Linked DNA regions of Hordeum vulgare: region 2 is linked to region 1. Evidence: chromatin contacts called from public Hi-C data. All regions are on one chromosome and are shown on one strand. The core of a region is the stretch at or near the end of the contact, and the rest is flanking DNA. Distances in the headings are between cores, read along the strand shown. Region 1 holds the start of LOC123447376 (regulator of MON1-CCZ1 complex). Region 2 holds the start of LOC123401300 (lipoyl synthase 1, chloroplastic-like).

Region 1 (3,680 bases), core at 748-3,247:
CCAACACCGACCATTCCCTCATCCCCACTCTCTCAGTGGTCGCTATCTAATCCATTGCCCCCGCCATCATCCATGTTGCCGCAGCTATATTACCGCTGGATCCGCCTCCTAGCATCAACCAACATCTTTCTCACCCAGATCATCCCCCCCCCCCCCAATGTTCTTGACATGCCCAGATGACCTACCATCTCCACCGGGTCATCCCTTTAAGCCCCATGGGTGCAGAGAGCCACCATCCACTCCCAAAACCTCGCCAGCGGTGGTGGAAATGGCATAGTGTCGTAAGAGGAAGATGGACGGAGTACACAGCAGCAGTGGAACAAAAAAGGAAACAAGTAAGAGGAGGAACAAAAGTTGGTAGAGAAGTTGATTGTTGGCCAAAAAGAAAACAGTGATTTATTTAGAGCAACCGAAGGGCATTTCCAATTGAATTGGGTGCTTAATTGTACAGGTGAAAGTTGTAACAGTATGATGTGATACAACCAAACTATTTTCTTAGTAATGGAAAAGATTACCGCAGTTTGCATGCATTGTCTGAGTGCTAGAAACTCCTTAGAACACATATTATGTTCAATCTCAGGGACCTTTGCTGCTATGCATCTCCCATAATCTTTTGCCTGCATAGCATAGCTGATAAATAGAACACTCGCGACATAAAAAAAAAAGATCATAAGGTCATTGAGTATTCACTCATCTTCACCAAGCCAGTTAGCACTAGCAATTTGAATTGCATATGGTATCACTAGTACAGCAAGTTACACAACCCCTCAGCGTCAAATTATTTCTTTGGGGCGAATTGAGTGTAGCTCAGATGGTTATGTTCTTTGTGGTGGAACCAGCCCACCTAGGTTCAAGTCCTAGACTTGGCACGGGTGCTCGCATTTTCCTGAATTTATTCCAGGCTTTTCGGCGATGTTCATTCAATGGGAGACATGTTCTCATCGACTAAGATGTGCATGTGGTGACTTCATCTATCTCAAGACTGGCCGGCTCGGTCTCCCGGAGATGCTTATAAGGGTAGGGTGCGTTTGTGTGCGTTCATAGGAATGAGTGTATGTACGTCTTTGTGAGTGTCTAAGTACGTATTCTGTTTCTCAAAAAATAAAATGGGAATGTGTATGGATACTTTCAATTCACACTCACACTCCGACTTAGCTACCATTCATATGATGCCATCTGACTCAGTGTAACAACATGAAAAATCGGCAGCAAAAATTAGGGATAATAAATTGAAGTGCGCTTCTTAAATATAATCACCCAAGGGCAGAGTAGGGTGCCAACTAAGCAGCAGACATCCTCCTTGTGGCCCAAAATCAAAATCAGGACTAAGCTGACGCGCACACGGATCAGTACTACGTGGTACCTACCAGGTATAACAACAAGCAAAGAGACACCAATTGCAACAGTTTATCCATCACCCATCATGATCTTCCCAGCAGCAACAAACCAATCTGCGAGGGGAAACCTCACAAATCCACCAAATCTACCATGACCACTTGCTGCTGACCAAAAAAAACGACCACCACAAGCGCAATCTGATCCCCTATCCTGCACCGGCGTACAGCAACCTAGAGACCGCAGCAGGTAGGGTAATAACGAGCGAACCATCACACTTGTCGGCAGGTGAAAAGGGGGGTGTTAACGAGTGGACGGGCGAGCGAGCGGGCACCTGGGACGCGCAGGTGGCGAGGATCCGGGTCAACGCAGAGGGGGCCGCCGGCTTCCGTTCCTTCATCCAAACCCCGGCCAGATCACGCGACCATACCAGTGGGGAGAGGGGTAAACAGCAGCGGCAGCAGGGAAATTCGAGGGGGGCTTCGAGCTGGGGGGGCGGTCGAGCGAAGAGGGGTTGGGATTTGAGTCTCCTGGTTGGGGGTGGTGGTGGCGCGAGCTCGTACCGTCGTCTTCTTCACCGGCCGGTCCACGATGAGGCAGGGATGGAGAAGAAGGTCCGTCCGGGAGATGGATTCGCTAGCAGTCGAGATCGAAAAAATTCACGGCTCGGCTCGGCTCGGCGCGGTGTCTGGGCCTGGGCCTGGGCATGACGCTGGGCCGAATGATCCGCTGTACCAGGAATAGCCCGGCCTGAACCCGAAGCCCAATGGCCCTGAAAGCCTGAATTGCCTCCAAAAGGGTTTTATAAGAAAATATAGGTATGGTATGCTATATTGATGCATTCACCTAAAATACTTCAAATAATAGTATATTTTTAATATGAAAAGTGCAACCTTAGTTGTTTCGGGTCGGGTCGGGTCGAACTCAGGTTTTCGGGTTCGGGTCACACGACTTTGTACATCCAAAATAATGGAGATAAATATAATTACTCCCCCACACTATTATTTCCTCCGTTCTTAAATATAAGTCTTTATAGATATTTCATTAGAGGACTACATAAGGAGTAGAATGAGTGAATATACACTCTAAAATATGTCTATGTACATTCATATGTAATCTTTTAATGAAACCTTTAAAAAGACTTATATTTAGGAACGGAGGGAATAGGTTTCTGATAGATCCTCCTCCCTAATCTTCAGTTTTGTATCGGTACGAGACGTGCTACGAGCCATTAGATTTATTGCCATCGAAAGGCGCCCTCCATCATTTCAAGAGAGGTAATGTTTGCGACTTTTTTTTGCAAAATAGGTCATGTTGAAAAGAAAAACTTTTGCAACAGATGTTTTTCTTCAACATAGCATGTGGCGTGTGGGAGATGGTGTCGGTAGCTGCAGGACGTTCAGATGGCGGTGGCCACGCCCGAGGCAGACGGTGGTGGAAGATGGCTGGGCTGAGGACGGTAAAGACGAGAAGCACATGGGACATCGAATCACTCAGGGGCAACGATACCATGGTTGCGCCTGCTCCCTTGTGCGTGCAAGCATAGGAATGCGGGCTATGAAGAAAGTTGGAGGTAGTGGCTTGGTCGACGAAGGTGACCTCACCGACGGAGCGCGAGTTGCCGAGAGCGGTCGTCGTGATGCATGGCGACATGTTGTGCCTCTCCTCTCGCGGCGCTACTCACACGTCTCCAGTGTATCTTTTTTTTATTCCATGTTGTTATATTATTAATCTTGGATGCTTTATATGCAATAATGTGCTATTCTATATCACTTTTGGGGACTAACCTATTAACCCAGTGCCTACTGTTAGTTCCTGTTTTCCGTGTTTTTGACATATGAGAAAGTCAATACCAAACGGAGTCCAAACACGATGAAACTTTTTGGTAATTTTTCTGGACGATTTTGGACCCAGGAAGCTTCGGGAGGAGGCCACACGACGAACAAGGAGGCGACAATCCTGGAAGGTGCGCCCTAGGGGGTAGGGCGCACCCACCAGGCATGTGTCCCCCTCGCAATCCCCCCTTGCCTAATTTCACTTCTTTAAATCCCAAAATATTCCGAAGACACCATAAGAGCAACCACAAACACTTTTTCCACCGCCGCAAGTCTCTGTTCCGACGTGATCCCATCTGGAGACATTTTCCGGTGCCCTGACGGAGGGAGAATCAATCACGGTGGTCGTCTGCATCAATCTTGTTGCCTCCATGATTATGTGTGAGTAGTCCACCACAGACCTACGGGTCCATAGCTAGCACCTAGATGGCTTCTTCCCTCTCTATGATCTTCAACACCATGTTTGTCGCGATTCCCGCGGCGATCTATCCGATGTTATATTCTTTTGCG
Region 2 (3,680 bases), core at 305-2,804, 400 kb after region 1:
CCACTGGAGAAAGAGCCAATGTTGGCAGCCAGAATTACCGTTGAGGATGGTATATGTCTTCTTCTAGATGTAAATGATATTGACCGCGTGTTACAGTCTAGCCAGGCACAGGACAGCAGCTTCCAGCTGAGGCGAAGGCGACAGGTCCTCCTTGAAGGTTTAGCTACATCACTTGAGCTTGTTGACCCTTTTGGCCCCAACAAACCTGGCAATTCATCAGGATTGGCTCCGACAGATGACCTTATTTTTCTCCGCATTGTTTCTCTCCCTAAAGGACGCAAACTTTTGGCACGGTATCTCCGACTTCTTGCACCCGGAAGTGAGCTGACCCGCATAGTTTGCATGGCTATCTTTCGGCATCTTAGGAGCTTGTTTGGGGGTTTGCCGTCAGATTCTGGTGCTGCAGAAACAACAGTTAGTCTTGCCAAGACCGTGTCATCTTGCGTGCATCACATGGAGCTCAGCGCCCTCAGCGCCTGCCTTGCGGCTGTTGTCTGCTCACCGCAACAGCCACCTCTGCGCCCTCTTGGCAGCTCTGCTGGCGACGGGGCTTCAGTAATCATCAAATCAGTACTGGATAGAGCAACTGAGCTACTGGCAGATCCCCATTCTGCAGCCAGCTACAGCAGGTCAACCCGTTCTCTTTGGCAGGCATCGTTCGATGCTTTCTTTGGACTTCTGACGAAATACTGCGACAGCAAGTATGGGAGTATTCTGCAGAGGTTCACCATGCAGGGATCCGACTCAATGGGCGGACCTGAAGCCTCGAAGGCCGTCAGCAGGGAGATGCCCGCCGAGCTGCTGCGTGCAAGCCTTCCACACACCAGCGAAGAACAACGCCAGATGCTTCTTGACTTTGCCCGGAAGTCTATGCCTGTGATCGGCTACAACCACTCGGGCGCGAGCGGCGGGCGTCCTGCTTCCGAACCTGTTCCCGGTTAAACTATGCGCCGCTTGTCTTTCAGGCAGTGATTAGGTGCCTCGCAGGATGTGTGCGAGCCTGGAGAAGTTCCATTGGCTCGGATCAAGTTTGACAGTGCCTAGGATGGAGATTATTAATTTTCTAGAACAAGCATTCTCCTTCGTGCGGGTGTATAATACCCCCGCCTGATGGTTATATATCCATGACAGATTGTCCGTGTATGTACCCTGTTGTAACTTGTGCAGTGATGGAGGAGATGGAAACCTAGTTTTAACCCTTATTTTCTCCGGTGAAAAACAAGGTTGTGGGTCGGATAGCAGTGGCCGTGCGAGTAGAGTTTCTACACTGTCTTGTGTTTGCTTCTTCTTGTGTGAGTGGTGGCAGTGTTGAAGCTCAGTTTGCTCCATCTACATGCATTGTGAGATTGATATGCATACATGCGTGAGATCCTTTGTTTGTGAGCTTCATGTGATTCGTGTCTTCTTCTCTCGTTGCCTACTGCTGTAGCATTCGTCAGGTTTCGTGTTATATTCTTTTGCGGTTGGCGCTGCAAAATCGGGCTTTTTGTTACTGGAAATTTGTGTATGCAGGTAATTTGGCACACCGCTATCATGTGCAGGCAAGAAAAGCAAATGACTGAAGATCGTATGAGCTTTGACAACAACAACGGCAGACTGCTGCTACTCACAGGTGAAAGCCTCGGCCGGCGACGGTCAGCTCCCCCGGATCTCGACGCGGAGCCGCCGTCGCCTTCTCCCCGCCTCCGACGCCGCGCGTCCAACACGGCACGGCGTTGGCCCCATCGCACCCACCACACACACACACACATAAGGTCAAGAGTCAAAGCTAGCTGCAACTGCAAGCCGGTGTCAGTTAAAAACACGGCGAGGCTTCGGAGCGACCACCGTCTCCCCGCGAGATACCCATCCTGCCCTCCGTGTCACCCCGTGCACTCCGCCTCCCTCCCAGGCGCCAGATCTCAGGGGCGAATCCGTCACACCCGAAACCCCTCTCCCCCCGCCGCTTCGGAACCATCGCCCCGCGCCGCGCTTACCACACAGCGGCACAGCGATGGCGCCCTAGGGTTCAATTCAACCGGCCTCGATCCCTCCGCGCGCCAACAATGCAGAGCTCGCTCGCCCGGCCTCCGCCCCCGCCTCCCCCGCCGCGGGCCCGGGGCTTCCTCGCTCGGCCCAGCCCGGCGCCGGCGGTGAGATGCCACGGCGGGTCGGCGGCGTCGTCGTCGTCGGCGTCGGGATGGGCCCCGCCGACGCCGTTCACGGGGAGGGACCCGGAGGCGAGGAAGCCGGCGTGGCTGCGGCAGCGGGCCGCGCAGGGGGACAAGTACGCCAGGCTCAGGGAGTCGCTCGGCGAGCTCAAGCTCAACACCGTCTGCGTCGAGGCCCAGTGCCCCAACATCGGAGAGGTACTTAGAATCGATCCGTCTTCTTGCCACGGAGCCGCCGTGCTCGTGGCTCGGGCCAACGTTTTCAGCGATTCGGTGATGATTTTGCATGCTGCAGTGCTGGAACGGGGGCGGCGGCGCCGGCGGGGAAGGGGACGGCATCGCCACCGCGACCATCATGCTCCTCGGCGACACCTGCACCCGGGGCTGTCGGTTCTGCGCCGTCAAGACCAGCAACAAGCCTGCGCCGCCGGACGCCCTCGAGCCTCTGAAAACAGCCGTCGCTGTTGCGAGTTGGGGGTACGGTCACTGACATGTATCGGCATGCTAAGAAGAAGATGGTAGTAGTACAAATTATCTGATAAACGGTGTTTCTTTGCAGAGTGGACTATGTTGTGCTGACAAGCGTCGACAGGGATGACATCCCTGATGGTGGAAGCGGCCATTTCGCCGAAACAGTAAGGGCTCTCAAGGTTTGTCCCTGACGCCTTAGCTTGCTGATTCAGTCGGTGAATCTACCATGTGATAGTTTTGGGGGCTTCTGTTCAGGAGTTGAAGCCTACAATACTGGTGGAGTGTCTGACCTCAGATTTTCGAGGCGACCTCGAGGCAGTCGCGTCTTTGGCAAACTCTGGCCTAGATGTGTATGCGCACAACATCGAAACTGTGAGGAGTATGCAGAGGATAGTTAGAGATCCCCGAGCAGGGTAATGCGCTTCTCTCACTTACTTTTTACTGTATGTTGCTCAGTCTATTGTGCTCCACATCATTTCGTGCATACTAACTAGGAGAGTCCTCTAAAGCACTATATCGTCAATACCCTCATCTGAGTTCATCAAACTCATTTACAGTACTCTAATGATTGGTAACATGACATCTGTAACTTCAAAACCTGCATCTTCACTGATAATTCTAGAAGCAATCACAGAAGGGAGATCACTAATGTCATCATATTAGCATCTGCGGTGTAACTGCTGCCTTATTTCCAGTCTGTTATCTCTACAGATATGAGCAGAGCTTAGCGGTTCTGAAACAAGCAAAGGCTTGCAAAGAGGGCATGGTGACCAAGTCCTCGATCATGCTTGGTCTAGGTGAGACAGACGAGGAGATAAAGCAAACCATGGCTGACTTGAGGGCCATCGACGTTGACATTCTGACCTTGGGACAATATTTACAGGTGTGATGTTTAGCCCAGTTATTTCAGGAGAATGTTTCTCGAACTTACAGTGTAATGTTTATAATTTATACTACCCTGCTGCCCTTGTGAATGCTGTAACACTGAAATCTTCTTGATTATACAGCCAACAGAAAAACATTTGAGGGTCAGAGAATACGTGACTCCTGAGAAGTTTG

What was found. Hi-C and Micro-C count contacts between places; a contact is called where the count stands out from the background.
Region 2: a Hi-C map of leaf shows a contact between it and region 1, with 5 times the contacts expected there. The contact joins the promoter of LOC123401300 here to the promoter of LOC123447376 in region 1. A contact is called at or near these places in 3 of 6 Hi-C or Micro-C datasets (leaf and seedling) and 1 of 1 datasets of contacts at active chromatin or transcription factors (embryo).

The regions. Positions count from the first base shown.
Region 1 is chr1H:480,323,827-480,327,506 of MorexV3_pseudomolecules_assembly, forward strand. LOC123447376 (regulator of MON1-CCZ1 complex) reads right to left here and starts at 1,998. Exons shown (of 14, transcript XM_045123983.1): 1 at 1,670-1,998; 2 at 516-617.
Region 2 is chr1H:480,722,842-480,726,521 of MorexV3_pseudomolecules_assembly, forward strand. LOC123401300 (lipoyl synthase 1, chloroplastic-like) reads left to right here and starts at 1,555. Exons shown (of 8, transcript XM_045095078.1): 1 at 1,555-1,707; 2 at 1,812-2,348; 3 at 2,446-2,627; 4 at 2,710-2,800; 5 at 2,877-3,034; 6 at 3,333-3,504; 7 at 3,629-3,680. The coding sequence starts at 1,555. It overlaps LOC123447445 (protein PAT1 homolog 1-like), which reads left to right. Exons shown (of 5, transcript XM_045124050.1): 5 at 1-1,383. The coding sequence ends at 942.